Regions from separate parts of the Sus scrofa genome. Here region 2 is linked to region 1. A link is a contact called in public Hi-C data. All regions are on one chromosome and are shown on one strand. The core of a region is the stretch at or near the end of the contact, and the rest is flanking DNA. Distances in the headings are between cores, read along the strand shown.

The links. A called contact is a pair of places that touch in the nucleus more often than the background predicts.
Region 2: a Hi-C map of liver shows a contact between it and region 1, with 2.3 times the contacts expected there. The contact joins the promoter of LOC110256036 here to the promoter of PPM1D in region 1. A contact is called at or near these places in 1 of 5 promoter capture datasets (liver) and 1 of 47 Hi-C or Micro-C datasets (liver).

What each region holds. Positions count from the first base shown.
Region 1 is chr12:37,533,811-37,539,620 of Sscrofa11.1, reverse strand. It overlaps PPM1D (protein phosphatase 1D), which reads left to right and starts at 3,462. Exons shown (of 6, transcript XM_005669013.3): 1 at 3,462-4,154. The coding sequence starts at 3,683.
Region 2 is chr12:37,955,492-37,961,301 of Sscrofa11.1, reverse strand. It overlaps LOC110256036, which reads left to right and starts at 2,589. Exons shown (of 2, transcript XM_021067307.1): 1 at 2,589-3,407; 2 at 4,969-5,321. The coding sequence starts at 2,827. The coding sequence ends at 5,122. The region is part of intron 1 of LOC110256037 (a long non-coding RNA gene); the gene reads right to left.

The sequences.
Region 1 (5,810 bases), core at 2,213-4,712:
AAGCCCTGGGCACGCCCAACATGACAAAGCCCTGGGCACTCCCAACCACCTGAGGTCTAGCTGGGGATAAATCAGCAAAGGAAAGTGAAAAGGGGTGATCAATCAATGAGGTAGGAAGAAATGAAGAATGGTGTGGTCTCTTTTCAGCCAAGAGAACAAAATTTTGAGAAGGAAGCAATGGTTTGACTTGCTACTAAGTTTCAGGAAGGAAATAGTGGTTCCACTGGCTGCATCAGTTGGAATAGAAGTTCCTAAGAACAGAAAAATCATCATTAGCTTTGGAAGCAGAGAGGTCTGGTTATGTCCTAAAAATAGTCTTAGCAGCATTACAGGGATGGCACTTGATTAGAATGGGTTAAGGAGAAGTTATGAGGTAGGAATTGGAAGTAGAATCTAGAGAGAGGCTTGGGGCAAGGGTTTGACCCCTGGCCTGGCACCTTCTGCAAGCCATGGGTGTGGGGGAGGAGGCGGAGAAACCAGGACACGTTTTTACAAAGATGGAAATGACTTGGTGGAAAAAGAGAAATTGATGAATTGATGAGGTAGGACCAAAAAAAGAAAAAAAAAAAAAAAGATACCTGGTGGAGTAAAGATCTCAATAGAGGAAAGAGAAATGAGAACACAATAGAGGGATTGCTCTTAATGGTAGCAAGGCCATGTCACCATGAAGAGGAAGATGAAGAGCTGAGAAGCCAGGGTATTGGACAGAAAATGTGGATAACATTTTGAAAAATAAAGTGGCTAAGAAGCGACAAGAATAGTGGAAGACAAGAGCTCCTGTCCTGACTCCGGAAACGAATCTGACTAGTATCCATGAGGAGAAGGTTCGATCCCTGGCCTCCCTCAGTGGGTTAAAGATCCAGCATTGCTGTGAGCTGTAGTGTAGGTAGAAGACACAGCTGGGATCCCCAGTTGCCGTGGCTGTTGGGTAGGCCGGCGGCCACAGCTCCCATTCCACCCCTAGCTTGGGAACCTCCATGTGCCATAGGTGCGGCCCTAAAAAGACAAACAAAACAAAACAAAACAAAAAGCATAGTGGAAGCAAATTAGACAGTGAGCCAGGAACAAATGAAGGGGTGTTACAGTATCTTGGTGTTGTGGCAGTTGTCACTAATTTTAAAAGAGCTTAGGTTGAAGTTCCCATTGTGGCACAATGGTTAACGAATCTGACTAGGTACTGTTTAGGGTTCGATCCCTGACCTTGCTCAGTAGGTGAAGGATCCGGCGTTTGCTGTGGCTGTGGTGTAGGCCGGTGGCTACAGCTCCAATTCGACTCCTAGCCTGGGAACCTCCATATGCCGAGGGAGCGGTCCAAGAAATGGCAAAAAGAAAAAAAAAAGGGAGAGAGAGCTTAGATTTTTGAAGGAGGAAGGAAGGGAAATGATTTGTAGGCAATATGAGACGGTTCGAAGATAAGAATATCTGTTGAGAGGAAAAATAATCTACTTGAAAAGTTGTAAGGGAGGTAGTTTTGCTAGGCAATCAACCAGTTTTCGGTTGGAACAGGAAGCTGATGGGAACATTTAGAGAAGAGTGAAAAACAAAGAGGAAATGGCTGATAACAGATGTTGAAACCTAAAGGGTGGAGAGAAATGGTTAGGATGACTGGTGAAGAGCAGGGTACTGAATCAAGAGAGTAGCATGGAGATGCTAATCAGGGTAATGATGGATGACCCTGAGGCTACTGATTGTGACTGAGGGAAAAGGATTATAGAGAATGAAGTAATGATCCCTTTGTAATCTCTACAAGGGGAAGGGAAGTTGGGTAAACTATTTAAGAGGAATAATATAGAGCTACATAAACTGTTCTTTTTGGCAGGTCTTGTGTTATGGAGATTATTGGATTAGAATTGCTAATATTTCACCTTTTTTTGCATTTAGTATAAAATGTTGTCTATAGATTTCCTTCTAGTGTTATAATTACTAGGTTTTGATAACAGGATTATGATCACCTTTCAAAACAAGCTGGGATTTTTTCCAAGTGTTTTTACACTCTGGAACCATCTGGTCTGGTGCATTTTAACATAGGGCTTATCTTTGATTACATTTTTAATTTAATGGATCTATTCAGATTTTCTCCATTTCGGGGTGATTTTACTTCTTTTATTGGGAGGATTTTTTTTCTAGTTGTATTTCTTGTGCCAGATGTCAAAAAAATGAGCATGGAGTTCCCCTCCTGGCGCAGTGGTTAACGAATCTGACTAGGAACCATGAGGTTGCAGGTTCGGTCCCTGCCCTTGCTCATTGGGTTAACGATCTGGCCTTGCGTGAGCTGTGGTGTAGGTTGTAGACGCGGCTCAGATCCTGCGTTGCTGTGGCTCTGGCGTAGGCTGGTGGCTACGGCTCCGATTAGACCCCTAGCCTGGGAACCTCCATATGCCGTGGGAGCGGCCCAAGAAATAGCAAAAAGACAAAAAAAAAAAAAAAGAGAGAGAGCAGTTTTTTTCCCTATTCCCAGTTCAGTACCAGGAGCATTTCATTTGGAAATTTCTAAGGCTGTACAGGAAGGGGCACACAGGAGAGGTGATGGTGAAGTGGCCGAAAACTGAAAAAGTGAACTTTAATTTGACTCACAGGAACATTTGCTGTTGATAACAAACTGACCTGCCAACTCTGAGGCTTATTTTAATGCCGTCGAAATCCGGGCAAAGGTTTTAGGGCTTAGATTGCAACCCATGGGAGAAGAGGAGAGACGATAACCAAGGTCTTGGAGCACTCGAGCGCTGGGCAGTTTTTGTAACCTATTTTCAAGTGGTCTGTTCAAGTGATTCCGCCGAAGGACTAAAATGCTGCATCCAGGGCTCATCGGGGAAAGTACTACTTTTAGCAAAAGCTGAAAAGAACTTAAAACATAAGCCGTTTAAGTGTCCGACATACCTAGTTTATGTGAAACGAGACCGTGCAGCCAATGGTGGAAATTTCCCGTGTTTTCTTAACACAAAGTGGATTTCCTTTCACAACTCCCAGTCGGATCCATCCCACCCAAGTCCAGTTCGACAGTGCCACGCTTTTCCCAGCCTATTCACAAACCACCTTCCAAACTGAGGTTTCCCGCCACTTCAAGAAATGGAAGGTTTTTCTCTCTAGATTCTTCACACTCGTGCGAGGCCCGAGCCTACACGGCTTTTCCCACCAGGCAAGCAACGCAACGCCCTGGGCAGCAGGCTGCAATTCGACCGCGGGGACGGAGCAAAAAGGTGACAGAGAAGGCGCTAGATAAGCGTTTAGCACCCGCCGAAAAGCCGGAGGACGAAACCGCCCACTGCAAAGCGAAAGCCAGCCGGGTAGCGCGCTGGCTTCGCGCCCGCGCAGGGAGGAGGGAGTGCGGCCGTTGTAGGGAGAAGGGAGGGGCGGAGGGCGTGTTCGCCCCCAACTCGACTCCGGATTGGTCGGCCCCAGAGAGCCGAGTGACGTCAGCCGGGGAGAACGTCCGATTTGTGTGGTGGGCGCGGGCAGGCGGGGGAGGCGCATTGCGCAGGCGCAGCTGCTAGGCTCCGCTTGCCCGGGCGCTCCGGCCCAGCTCTCGCGGACAAGTCCCGACATCGCGCCCCCCCACCTCCGGGACCGCCCCCTCCCCCTTCTCGGCGTCGTCGAAGATAAACAATAGTTGGCCGGCTAGCGCCGAGTGTCTCCCGCCGCTCGGCGGGCTGCGTGGGACCGGCGGGATCTCGGCCAGCCGGCCATGGCGGGGCTGTACTCACTGGGAGTGAGCGTCTTCTCCGACCAGGGCGGGAGGAAGTACATGGAGGACGTTACTCAGATCGTGGTGGAGCCCGAGCCGACAACTGAAGAAAAGCCCTCGCCGCGGCGGTCGCTTTCTCAGCCGTCGCCCCCGCAGCGGACACCGCCGGCCCTTCCTGGAGGCGAAGTCTCGGGGAAAGGCCCAGCGGTGGCAGCCCGAGAAGCTCGCGACGCTCCGCCGGACGCCGGGGCCTCGCCAGCTCCCGGCCGCTGCTGCCGCCGCCGTTCCTCGGTGGCCTTTTTCGCCGTGTGCGACGGGCACGGCGGGCGGGAGGCGGCACAGTTTGCCCGGGAGCACTTGTGGGGTTTCATCAAAAAACAGAAGGGCTTCACCTCGTCCGAGCCGGCGAAGGTGTGCGCTGCCATCCGCAAGGGCTTCCTTGCTTGTCACCTCGCCATGTGGAAGAAATTGGGTAAGTTCCCCGGCTTATTTGGCGCCCGCCTCTTTTTCAGGAGACTGTAGCGCCAGGTTGGGGGCCGTAGCTGCAGCACTGCAGGTCCCCACAACGAGAGCGCTCTCAGTGTCCATCGGTGGGAGTGAAGACTCTTCTAGGTGGAGGTCCGGGCAAACAAAGTAGCTTTGGGCAGGACAGGATTACTGTCTCTGTGCAAACGCTCCACGTTTTATTTACACCCCCCATCCCCGCCAAGGATCAGTGGGGGAGCGGTCCTCTCCCTTCGCGATTTCACTTTGGTGGCGGCCAGCGAAAACATGTTTGAAACCTGGCGCCAGATTTGGCCAAAAGATTCATTGAAGACACGGTGCTGCCTGAAACACGCAAAGGAAGCGGGAGATGGCAAAAATTAGAGCGTTTCCTTCGAATTTGTCACAATTTTGCTTTTGAAAGACTCGGTTGTCTCCTACGGGCGGTGTCAGTCCTCCAAAATTGACCCCTGGTGGCTGGTAGTTAGAGTAAACTGTTAGGCTAACAAGTTATCCGGCGACCTAAAGGCTTGGAAGGAATTTCGTGTGTGTGGTGGTCATCAAGTGTTTCTAGGATCTTTATGCTTGTACTGCTCATGAAAACCAGCGCCGAATGCATTCTTACCGCCTAAATTGATCCTACGTTAAGAATACGTGTTAAATTCAGCTAGGGCTTTTTTAAAGTGCACTTTTTTTTTTTTTTTGCTGAAGTTGCTATTAGCTAATTGCTGTCAGATAGTTCTCAGCAGTTCCTAGTTAAAAGTTCTTTGTAGCTAAATTGTAGCTGCTCGTCAAAGTAGCAAGAGATAAGGAATTGCTGATATGCTAAAAGGAATTAGAGACCTTAATTTCTAAAAGTTTGGTTTAGTTGCAGTTTCATCTAAGCCTTAAATGTTTTCTAAAGCAGCCATTGTTTCTGTACCTAACATAAGTTGAGTTATAGTTGCTTACCCATTGCTGTGAATGAATGGCATAAATTATTTTTTAGAGGAAAAAATGATACTGTGTGTCATTAAAAAAAATCCTCTTGTTTATATGGTGGCATAGTGTTGCTTTATTTCCAGAAGAGAGACATAGAGTGTAAAGATTGGTCAAATACAAAACATTTTTAAAAAGGTATTCTGATGGAGTTGTAGACTAGGCTCTTTCAGAGTCTGTTTTCTATTTGCCTGGCTTTCTGCCAAGAATTATTTGATTGACTCATAGCATAACCAGTCCGCCTGTGGGAGGCTGTTTTCCATCCAATCCCAGAGGTCCCTATTATGGATTTGTTTTGTTTTTGTGTAGGCAGAGCAGAGCTGAAAGCACTGCAGTATATTCCAGAAATATGTCATTTCATTGCTTGCAGGGCAAGTAGGAGGGACAGCAAGACAAGATAGAGGAAGATTAGACACAAAGTACTACTTGGAATTCTGTTTATTTTGCAGTACAGTTGAAACAGCATGAATTTGCCACATGTTTTCACCAAAAGGATCCAAGTATAAACCCTTTTACTTGAGCATTTTTTAATAAAGCAGAAACCATGCTTTATTAATGAATGTCTGTGTTTTATTTATTTATTTATTTATTTTTGAATGTGTATTTTTTTTTAACATAATTCTTGTGCCAAGATTTCACTCCTTTGAGGCATGGGTTTAGAGCCTTA
Region 2 (5,810 bases), core at 1,340-3,839, 420 kb before region 1:
CCCCCAGCCCCTCCCCCTCCCAGGCTTGGGGCTCACAGAATCTTGAACGCCCCCCCCCCAACTCCACCCAACCCCTGTCCCCACCGCTGCCCTCAAGGTAACATTCTGTGAGTAATGGGGCAGCAGAATCAGGAAATCCCAGCTCTTGGCTGGAGATGAGGAGACCTTGGCCGCCACAACTCCAGGGAGAAGGCGCACGACCCTCCCCCATCCCTCTGACCCCATGGTAATGAACCTGGCCAGTGGGGGCCAGAATGGGCACAGCTTGTCCAGGGCCCAGGGCTCAGACCTCCTCCCAGCATTCCGCCTGCCCTCCCCTCCCCTGGAGGCTTGGTGCAGATGCTGTTAGCACAACTCAGCAAGGTCACTGCTGGCAGGTCACCCCGTGAGCAGGAGCTGAGCGGGAGCGGGCAGTCACACCCCTGGAATTGGCCCCAGCACCCTGGAGGGCAAGGCTGATGGGCTGTGTTTCTGAGAGCCTGCTCTTCTGAGGAATTTCATCCTTTCCATTCCGCCCCCCGACACAGACCCACCTCTCTGGAGCAGGTGCTCTAAGCTCCTTGGGCCCCACCCCACCTGGCTCCTGACTCAGCTCAGTCCACAGCAGTTGCAACCTCAGATCCTTTACCTGCTGCACCGCCAGGGGAACTCCCCCCATTCCTACTTCCATTCGCTTCTGACACCCCTTGGGTTCCTGCATTGGGCCCGCAATGGGTACACACATGCAGTTGGCCAGGCCTGGGGAAGTCTCCATGGCTGAGGGTCTGGGCCACCTCCTGACTTCTCTGAGGTCCCATGATGCACAGTTGTTGAGTGCCCGCTGGGGCCATCCTATAAGGGTGGTGTTTCTCTCGTTGCACGGATGAGGATGCCGAGACCCAGAGAGGGGCTCTGGGGCCTGGCAGAACCTGGGGTCACTTCTCTGCACCTCCTCAGCTCCACGGCCAGCTTTCTCCTTTGACAGTCATCAGAGGGAGCCGACCTCTGACCCAGGGGCAGGGTGGGGTCCGCAGCCCCCTGTCCCACCCTGTCTCCACGTGCTGCTCTGTATCCCTGACGGACGGACGGTCCACTGGCCCCCTGTTTAGATTTGGCATCTGGGAGGTTGCCAGGGGCTAAAAATATTCCCCATGTGTTTAGATGATTCTTAGAAAATAAACTTCCCCATCTTGGCTCTCAGTTTGCACACTTGCTGGCCCTGCTTCCTGTGGCTCTGATCTGACAGTACAGGGGTGGGGGGGAAGGGAAGTGGGGGCGTTGGTGGGGGGAGAGCAGAAGGGCCTGTGAGGGCCCCAGAGTCGAGGGTGGTGGTGGTGGACGTGCACACGTGCACATGGAAGTATAAAGGCTTCTGTGTCACCCAGCTCCGGGGGGTGTCTGTACAGAGACTGCATTTTGAATGGCACCCCAGGGGCGTGTGACCCTGAGGCTCTGTGCCCCTATGTGGGTTGGGGCTGGTGGGAAGAGGCAGGGAAGCAGGTAATTTGGCAGGAATGGCGATGTGGCTTCTCTGCTGGGGGGGGGGGGGGGGGCTCATTTTACCCCCCTGCAAAATGGGCTAAGCTCGGCCCTTCTGGCAAACTGGGCCTCACTGTCCTCAGGCTCCTCCTGGTGACCTTGAGAGGAAGGCCAGGCCTGCGTCGGTGGGTGGGGCGCTGCTCCTGCACCTTTGCACCACACGAGGTCTAGTGGCTCTGTTTATTTATCTGAACAGGGACAAAGGCATTATCTCCTCCAGGGACCAAGGACATGTCCCGGCCGGTCTGCACCCAGGGAGGGGCTTCCTTTGGAGGGAGCGACAGGACAGACAAGTCACAAGCCAATTCCTTCCTCAGAGCCCTGCTCCCGCCTGAGGACTCAAATTCCAAGTGTTGGCTGCAGTATTATTTCCTCTGTGCCAGGGACTGAGGATTCAGGGAGCAAATCCCCATCGGTGTCTTTCCCCTAAGACTCTTTTTTTTTTTTTTTTTGTCTTTTTGCCTTTTCTAGGGCCACTCCCGTGGCACATGGAGGTTCCCAGGCCAGGGATCTAGCCAGAGCCACAGCAACGCTGGATCCTTAACCCACTGAGCAAGGCCAGGGATCGAACCTGCAACCTCATGGTTCCTAGTCAGATTCGTTAACCACTGCACCACGACGGGAACTTCATCCCCTAAGACTCCTGATGGGAGAGCAGACTCTTCAGGTACAGCAGGACCAGACCTAAAACACAGGCAGTGAGCTGGGGCCCCAGAGCCGCACAGACATGGATTTGAGTCCCTGTTCCCTACTGACTAGATAAGTGAGGGGACTTTGGTCATTTTTCTTTTCTTTTCCTTTTTTTTTCTTTTTAAAGGGCTAAACCCGCAGCATATGGAAGTTCCCAGGCTAGGGGTCAGATTGGAGCTGTAGCTGCCCGCCTACACCACAGCCACAACAACACGGGATCTCAGTGGATTAAGCATCCAGCCTTGCCGTGAGCTGTGGTGTAGGTCGCAGAGGCAGCTTGGATCTGGCATTGCTGTGGCTGTGGCACAGGCTGGCAGCTACAGCTCTGATTCGACCCTTAGCCTGGGAACCTCCATATGCCATGGGTGCAGCGCTCAAAAGCCAAAAAAAAAAAAAAAAAAAAAAAGTTGAAAACAATGGGTTCACGTCTGAGTCTGGGTGAAGGTCCCAGCTCATGGGCTCAAGTCACAATCTGAGTTGTGCAGTTTCCCTAGGAGAGGGAGGACTGAAGGATGCGTGGGGCCTACAGATGGGTATAGGGGTCTGGGTGTTCGCTTTCCTGCTGTGGGATGGACTGGGCTGGGGACAGGGGTCCCGTTTCACCGGCTGCTTTCGGGGATGGAGGTAGGGACTAGTGGGCGGAGGGTGGGAGCCAGAGGCGCCATTTGCTGGTTTGCCTCTGGGGTCAGTGGCCTGCGTGGTGGGGTTACAGAGATGCTCCTCCCTGGGGGAGACACACCCCCTCACGCACACCACGGGCCGTCTCCCTGCCAGACACGCAGGGACATCCCCCCCCAGCACTCCACCCATGCCCAGAACAGAACACCCAGCCAGATTTCCCAGTCTGACCTTTGCCCAGCGTGGCCTAGAATCACCCAGGCCATCAGGAGGAACCAAGGGGGCCAGTGGAAGCCCAGGCTGCCGTTTGTCTCCCATCCCTGCCTTGTTGGTGTGGGGGGGGTCTGGCTGGGTGTCTGCTTTCCTGCTGTGGGATGGACTGGGCTGGGGACGGGGTTCCCATGTCATCTTCCTTGGCCCTTCCCCTCCTTCTTCCCAAGTGGCTGGGATGTCTCACGGGCCCACGTCCCCCGCTCTCCAGCACAGGCTCCGTACCTGCTGATTGCCAGTGGGCCTCTCCTGTCCTGGATGTGCTGCAGGCTTCCCCCAGGACCTGGCCTGCACCCAGCTAGGGTTGCCAGGTACGTTTGCGTTGCGGCTAAACGGCGACTACATTTTCACACACACACACACAGAAGTGCATCCCTTCCAAGCTGCGCGCTTACAGTGAAAGATCATGTGTTGTTTATCTGAAACTGACATTGCACTGGGTGTCGTGTATTTGGTTTACCAGGTCTAATGACCCTAACCCGCACCCCACCTACCCCAGGGAGACAGGCCAAGGGAGAAGGGGGGACCAAAGAAGGGCCCAGAGGCTGAGACCACCACCCCTTCCCCCTCTGGCCATCCCCCCTCTCCCTCCAGCTGCCCACACCTTCCAGGAACTGCTAGCGGGCTGGTCAATGGGTTTCCCTCCAGAATAGATGATTCTGGTTTATCAGGCTCCCGGTGGGGAGGGCTGGCTTCCGAAGGGCGTTGGAACAGGCCCTTCTGCCCATGGATTTCCCCCCACTGTTTTCCAGGGACTTGGGAGAGGCTGGTGCCAAGGAAATCGCTTTATCTTCCTCTCCTGGTCTGGGCCCGAGCCCCCCTCCCTGAGGCTGGATGTGCCAGGGCTCCCTTCCTGCAGCCGGGCTCCCACCCATCATCCCAGCCACCTCGTGCGGAAGGGAGCCCTCAGGCAGCGCCTGGCTGCCGTCTCGGGGGTGCGGTCTGAAGGGGCGCGATGCCAGGGTTTTATTTACAAACTGAGAGACTCAAGAGGAGCGGGACCGTCAGGGCGGGAACGCCCGTCCAGCTCACAGCCTGGGGTGCAGGCAGAGAAGGATCTGGAGGCCGGTAGCTGGCCACATCCCCTGGGTTCACATTAGACACCTTTCCCCTTGTAACCTCCCAGATCTGTTTACCTTCGAGAACACTATTCCCAGGCCTCATCTGTTACGCAAGGCCCTGGTTTAAGTACTTTACACCTCGTCGCGTTTAATTCGGCTGGCGACCTTTAGAACTGTCAACTTCCACTGGAACAGCGGCTCCCGGACTGTGGGGATTTTCACATTTGGTTTCTTGCTTGCGGTGGACACAAGCTCAGAGTCCCCTGCAAGGATCGGCAGCAGCGGGTCCCAGCTCTGGGTGCTGCCAGAGTACAGACACCTTTAGCTGCTGGCCTCTCCAGGGAGAGGAAGCCCCTTTGCTCAAGGTCACACTCCTTTTCTCTTTTCTTATTTTTTAGGGTCGCATGTGTGGCATCTGGAAGTGCCCAGGCTAGGGGTCAAATTGGAGCTGCAGCTGCCAGCTTATGCCACCGCGAAAGCAACTTGGGAACCAAGCCGCGTCTGTGACCCACACCACAGCTCACAGCAATGCCGGATCCTTAACCCACTGAGGGAGGCCAGGGATCGAACCTGCATCCTCAAGGTTTGTTACTGCTGAACCACAATGGGAACTCCAAAGTCACACTCCTTTCTGCAGCCCCCCAGCCAAAGCCGGATCAACGGGGCAGGGAAGGGGGACTAAAGTATGGGCCCCATTTAGGGTAACCCCAAACGGCCGCTGCAGCTTCAGAGCTCACGGTGGCGCCCATGGAAGTTACCACCGCACTCATGTGGCTGCTCCACTTCTCATCCTTCTCAATCCTGCTTCCAGCAGCCCCCCTTCCACAGGTGCTGGACCTGGAGGCAACTCCTTAGTAAACATGCTGCCCACTGAACGCCATCGGCCCCCCAGGAAGCCACGCCTGGGGACTCAACTGTCCGGACAGCGCAGAGCACGAAGAAGACTCACAACCAATGCCTGCTAAGAAGAACTCTCTGGGGCAGGCACTGCCACGCCCCGCGCTGCACAAATAACAGGCTAATAAGACCAGCTTGCGTTTACTCAGGTGAAACTATTTGACATGCTCTCTCTTGGTCCTTCTGAGATGGGCAGGTTTGTTTGTTTGTTTTTTGGTTTCTTGTCCTTTTAAGGTTGCACCCGAGGCATATGGAGGTTCCCAGGCTAGGGGTTGAATCAGAGCTGTAGCTGCCATCCTACACCACAGCCACAGCCACGCCAGATCCGAGCCGCGTCTGCAACCTACACCACAGCCCATGGCAACATCAGATCCTTAACCCACTGAGCAAAGCCAGGGATTGAACTCGCAACCTCATGGTTCCTAGTTGGGTTCGTTTCCACTGCGCCATGACGGGAACTCCTGATGTGGGCATTTCTATATTCTGCACTCTCAGACAAAGAGATGAAAGACACGGGGACCCAGGGCTAGCAAGGAGAGTAGGATTTGGACCCAGAGAATCTGATGCTCAAACTACCCTCTTAGCAGCACTTGTGGAAGGAAACTGAGGCTTAGCCAGGGAAAGGAGCTCGCCCCTTGCCAGCCAGTGAGTCCTTGCTTGAACAGAGAGCTGCTGACCTGAAAATGCTTCTAGGGAGTCCTCTCTTAACAGTTTTGTTTTGTTTTGTCTTTCTAGGGCCACATCCGCAGCATCAGG